Regions from separate parts of the Rattus norvegicus genome. Here region 1 is linked to region 2. Evidence: chromatin contacts called from public Hi-C data. All regions are on one chromosome and are shown on one strand. Each heading gives the region's core, a stretch centred on a gene start, on an enhancer-like site or on the middle of the called end of the contact. The rest is flanking DNA. Distances are from core to core; before and after follow the strand shown. Region 1 holds the start of Nudt12 (nudix hydrolase 12). Region 2 overlaps Pdzph1 (PDZ and pleckstrin homology domains 1).

Region 1 (2,994 bases), core at 41-2,540, 99 kb after region 2:
GCCTGTGCTTTCCTGTTTGTGTCTTCTATTTACAAATAATTTAAAACTGCTGAAGGCAATCCAAAACACCTGCCCAAAAAATCTGTGCACCAATGAAATTAGGAGTAACCCCTACATATATCAATTTACTTTCATTTGGTGTGTTTTGCTTATTTTCCCATTTTTATCATATCAAAAGCCTTAAAATTGTTTAAGATACTGTAGTCTCCGTGGCGATACTCCAGGACGTTATTTAGAAGCACCGCTAAGTGTCTTCCTAAACTCCTTCTCTTTTAACTCACTTTCCCAAACTCCTGCTACAGTTTCTCCTGTTAAAAGTTTATCTTTAACACCTCGCCTTTCCCTGTTCAGAAGTCATGGTTTCAGAGGTCACCGTCACTCCCTCACTGCTCTCAGAGATCACTTTAGGTGACATCAACACTGCACATCCAAACATGCCGTGTCATGCACTACCACCTAGGCAATATATATGCATAAAACATTCTCTGGACTACGAGGTGAAACAATAAGCCCCTTCCTCTAGCGTTTTCAATTCCAGTCATTTAATAATACTGCCATGACTCCTTCCAGGGACGCTCGGAATACATGACCTGTCGCTGTACTACTTGCTAATCACTTATTGGCAGGTTCTGTGGAAGGTGAGGACGGGAAGGTAGTCTAAAGCGTCACCCAAGTTTTCCAGGGCTACTTGGAGAGGTCAACTAGAAGAGACTTGACTTTTAAAGGAACTATATTTTAACCAAACCAACATTCATTTTTACTAATAAGTAACTTCATGTCCAAGGGTGCCCAGCACGGCTCCAGCAGGCTCCAACCTGGCCTCATAGTGGACCTGTCAATTAACCCACCCACAATCATTTAATATATTCCACTCGCTGGAATTGTCCAGACCAATTTAACCCATTACGTGCAACCCACGCAAGCACGGTCTCTCCCAACGGCCAAGTGCCTAGAATAGTTATTTTTCGTCCATTGTAAGATCCCTTCTTTCAAGCAGGGGACACCTCCGAAGTAGTTTGTTTTATCCCATCCAAAACTTGGCTGGGAATCTTAGCAGCCTCCTGCGGGCAGGCAGCGTCAGATCGGGGTCTCGCGCCTGCGCCCTCTCTAGCCCGAGCAAGGCTGCACCTCAAGCCCGCGAGGGGACGCCCTCGTCCTCGAACGTCCCGGGGCCGACTAACGCTACTAACCCAAGAGTGACCAAAGAAACCGCGGCCGGGACAGAAGACTCCGCGTCAAACTCAGTTGTCAGTTTTCCCAGTGCTGGAGGCAGCCTTCCGGACTTCCGGGGGAGGGCCACTGTCCTCGCACAGCTTTATGGGAGGTGTAGTTTAAAGGCCATCGACAGGTCCAGGCTGCGGATTAAGGTGCAGGTAGGGAAGGAGTGGGGACTGGATTTATGAATTCAGGAACTGGGAAAGACCACTAATTCTTCCCCGAGATGGAAGTGTGTGGAGCCAAGTGGTGGCGTCATGATAACGAGGTCTGTGGAAATGATTTTGTTTTCTACTGTTTCTCATCCAGCTCCCCAACTTTCCTTCAGACAATACAGTTCGGTGCCATTGAGTTTTCTATACTCTTATGAACACATTAATGCCTGATCACAAACCAAAAGTTAGGAGCAACCTCTACATATGATTTGATTGATCTTGATTTCCAATTTTTTATATTGAAGTTTCTTTTTTTTTCTTTTCTTTTTTTTTTTTTTTTTTTTTTTTATGTGTAGCCCAGGCTGGCCTCCAACTCGTGATCCTCCTACCTCTGTCTCCTTCAGCAAATTCTACCGGCGTGCTCCACCCAAAACCGGCATATATATAGATATACACATATCTATATATATATGTTTTAAAATGATTTAAAATAATAAAATAAAATTGTGATCTTTCAGGACTTCATTTTCTTCCAACCTGCCTTCTCTTAAATCACTCACCATAAACTCGTGCTGCACAGTTTGTGGAATTTACTTAGCGGCACAAGTCACTTAGATATGTGGCCTTAAGCAGGTCTCTCGTCTCTGTAGAAGTCCCACTTCACATTTTCTAAAATGCCACCACAGTGTCTACCTTATTAAATAATCCTTATAAAGATATGTTTGGAGCTTCCATAATTCCTCCATGACTGTAGGGTTACAGAAGATAATGCATGAAAAACTCCTGGGACCAGAGATGATACCCACCTTACAATATTCTTGCTTTTATCAATTTAATTTCCTACAATTTCATTCTCCAAAGCCTACAACAATTATGTGACTCTTTGAATAGTTTGGTCTTTAGTGGTCTTCTAATCCCCAAACCAGGAAATGGACTTGCCCATCAGCAGTGGAGTATTTTAAGATTGACCATTGTTTTCTGTACTTTCCAAGTCCTTCCTCACACCAAGGTAGCTCATATTTGTTGACGGCATGATGCTTGGACTAGGAATTGAACCCAGAGTATTTTGGGTGGATGGTAAATGTTCTATTGTATTCAACCTACTAACAACTATAGTTCTCTGAATGCTTCTCTAAGTTTGTCCTATGCTCCTTTCTGTAGGTAGTTGTGTTGGTTGGAAAAGAATGGCCCCCACAGGCTCATGTATTTGAATACTTGGTCCTCAGTTGGTAGAACTCCTTAGGAAGGATTAGGGGGTGTGACTTTGTTGGATTAGGTGTGTTATTGGGAGTGGGATTTGAAGTTTCAAAAGCCCATAGCACCCTCCATTTAGTCTCCTTTGTCCAGACACCTGCCTCCTACTCGCAGATAAGCATGTGAGCCTTCAGCTATCTATGGCTTCAGCACCACACCTGGCTGCCTATCTGCTGCCACACTCTCCACCACGATGCTCACAGATCCATCTGCTGAAGCTGCAAGCTCCCCCATCAATTCTTTTCATATAAGGTGCCTTCAGCATAGTGTTTGGTCACAGTATTAGAAAAGGAAGTGAAACAGATATAATTACCAGATACATATGAGATGTAGTTGCTAGACATTTCCCAAACGCACACTTTATTCTCCC
Region 2 (3,096 bases), core at 184-2,683:
ATTTAACTAAAAATGCTACATAATTTTTACATACCTTCCACTGCAGGCTTCATGCTTTCAAATGCCAAAAGTTTGGTAGGTAATGAAAATGAATAGGTAAGGAAATGAAGAATAGCAGGATTATGGTGAACTATGTAGCATGTTCTTATCAATGTACTTAATTCAAAGAGTCCACGTGAGCCCTGACCTAGAGAACTCAGATGGAAATTACTGGGATCCTTCTGGATCTCAGCGTCAAAGATCTTAAAACAAGAGATGCATGTCTCAGTGACGTTTCCAATTTTATTTTGTTGAAGAAGAGCATTAAACATCTACTACAAGCCTTATTTCATAATGGAAATAGAAATGAACCAGTGCAGGGAAAAACAGACAACTTCAGGGTTACAATCTCCAGAGGCCGCTGTGCAAGCTCAATTAGTTGGTTTCTCCTCTCCTCTCCTCTCCTCTCCTCTCCTCTCCTCTCCTCTCCTCTCCTCTCCTCTCCTCTCCTCTCCTCTCCTCCTCTCCTCTCCTCTTCTCTTCTCTTCTCTCTCCCTCTTCCTCCTCCTCCTCTTCTTCTCTTCCCCACCTCTGTGTCTTTCTTTTTCTTGTTCATTGTCTACTGCCTTTAGTTTGAAAGACACTTGATTATGATATTTACTCAATTTACAAATTAGAATTTCCTTTAAACATTTAAAAAGTTAAAAAAAAAAACCAAAACCATCAAATTTCCAGGGCAACACTCCTGCCTATTCAGGAGGTCAGGGAAAAGAGACGGTGAGACTGGAGGCATAGCTCCGAGACTCCTGTAGGCTTCTGAAACACGAATGCACCTGTTTCCATGGATTAGAAACTTGGGTCCAATGTTTCCACAATGTTTCAAGATAGAAAACTTCATGTCACTTCTCCTCTGTTTTACTTTAACACTCAGGAAAATAGGAACCGAGGACAGATAGCAATTTCTCATCCTGTTTGGAGAAAATCCTACTTTCCTGCACTGGAGGGAGACAAAGTTTCTCAAAGCAGCGGTGTGGTTGATTTTCCTATGAAAGGCAGAGCACTCAAGGGTGTTCCACAGGTAAGGGGCTCATGATGCAGGAATAGAAACCCCGCATAAGAGAACATAAGTTATAATAATTCAACAGCATATTTTCTTTCAGTTTCACAATGCACTGGCTTCCTTACTGTTCTTTTTTTTTTTTTTCAGGAAGAAGTTAAGTTGTTTATTCATGCACACAAGTGCCTATGTATATATACACACTTAAATACACGCGCACACACACATACACACACACACACATACACACAAGAAATGCAAAATAAACACAGAGGGAAAACATAGGATTGTGTCATGAATGAGGTAAGTAGCCAAAATTCTTGTTCTGAACCCCATTTGGAGGTGGGCCACAAATGTCCCTAGAGTGAAGGCAGCAGATCCACAAGGCTGCTGGATGCACAATGCAGCCTTTGTTAAATGGGAGCGCGCATGTGCTCCTTGTGACAGTGGGTCTATTTAGCTCCCGACAGCTGAGGAAAATATTTCACGAGAGGTTGGAAAGTAGGAGTTCGACATGAAATCTCTGTTGTCACTTTTTAAGCATTCTTGCAATTGCTTAACAAAATCGGACCCTGGATTAAATCTAACTGAGAAAACATACGCGATAGCAAAATGTAAACTGTGTTCTAGACTCAACTAAAGAAGATTTCTCCAAGCACATGGGCCCATCTAGCCCAGATTTACTCAGTTGCAAACCTTGGGGAGGAGGACTGCATTAGCATAGGATTGGGGTTTTTCCCAGCCTCCCCCCTAGAGTTAGACATTACTGTTCTCATGAAATCTGGAAAGCAAAATAGGTATTCCAGGTGACCTGCCTAGCTCTCTGTTTCAAAGCCTGGACAGCACAGAGTTCTACCAACCATGGCCTGAAGAACTACCCTTTTTTTTTATTGGATATTTTATTTATTTACATTTCAAATGTTATCCCCTTTTCCCAGTTTTCCCTCCAGAAAACCCCTGTCTCCTGTCCCCTCCCCCTTGCTTCTATGAGGCTGCTCCCCACCAACTCACCCACCCACCCACCACTCCCACCTCCCTGCCCTGGCATTCCCCAACAGTGGGGCAGCGAGCCTTCACAGGACCAGGGGCCTCTCCTTCCATTGATGTCTCTCAAGGTCATCCTCTGCTACATATGCGACTGAAGAATTATGTTTTGATCATCAAAGTTTATTTGTTAATGCTACTAGAAACTTAGTTTTGCTCTTATATTCTTTATAGTAATAAGGAAATCTTCATACGGGGTAAAAATGGAAGTAAACAAGAGGGAAGATACGCCTTGATCTGTGCAGCAGAAGAGAGCATAAATTATAATTCTCTGACTTTTGAAAGAAGAACAACTCCTGGACAGTAGAATGGGAACATGATGCTTCCAAACTTCTGCAACATACTGTCCTGAAGGGTAACTCTTGGGGGACATGGGAGAGTCCAAGGAGGTTTTACTTCCCAAGGTCTCTCATTCTTACCCAGATTCCTACCCGTCCTCACACTTTACCTTTCTGTGTTTGTAATAGAGGAGAAAGCCGTCGTGCTTCAACACAAACCACCTCTTCCTCCAGCCCTTCACGAAGCCCGAGTGAGTCCTCTTATGCAGGTAACCCCGGCAGGTGGGCCATGGGGTATTAGGACAGCGGCTGATGTCGGATCCCACAACCATAGTCAAGATGTCTGGACCTACGGGCATGAATTTGGGAGAGTTCAGTGACTTGACATTTTATAATCTTCTGGAGGGGCAGTGACTATGTAGAGTTAATGATTGGAAAAACAGTCACGACTTTAAAAACAGAATCCTACCGTTAGATTAAACCAGGTAGGTCTCTTCGACATTCAAACCTATGTGTTTACGACGAAAATAAGAACGGAGCAGTTACCTCTCAGTTGACTCGTAGATCAGTGGTGGGACTTATCTGTGACTTGGGTTTCCTGAACTGTATAAAACTCCTTTATCATAACCCCAGTGGTTCTGATGACAGAGTCAAGTCTGAGCGACATCACTAGTTATAATATCAAGCCGGCCTTAAGTGTGTCTTCATTTACTTCCTAAGAACATGGGGAGATAAGCT

The links. A called contact is a pair of places that touch in the nucleus more often than the background predicts.
Region 1: a Hi-C map of Schwann cells shows a contact between it and region 2, with 4 times the contacts expected there. The contact joins the promoter of Nudt12 here to the enhancer-like site in region 2. A contact is called at or near these places in 2 of 12 Hi-C or Micro-C datasets (Schwann cells and frontal cortex).

The regions. Positions count from the first base shown.
Region 1 is chr9:106,201,050-106,204,043 of GRCr8, forward strand. It overlaps Nudt12 (nudix hydrolase 12), which reads right to left and starts at 1,291. Exons shown (of 7, transcript NM_001109010.1): 1 at 1,191-1,291.
Region 2 is chr9:106,102,183-106,105,278 of GRCr8, forward strand. It overlaps Pdzph1 (PDZ and pleckstrin homology domains 1), which reads right to left. Exons shown (of 14, transcript NM_001402237.1): 9 at 2,529-2,707. Among named protein-coding and RNA genes, the nearest start is that of Pdzph1, 73 kb to the right of the region's middle. Within about 2 kb of position 1,434, at least 22 of the 93 cell types and tissues checked have an H3K27ac peak or open chromatin away from gene starts, as enhancers often do. A contact at or near this core is called in Schwann cells, where this site is marked.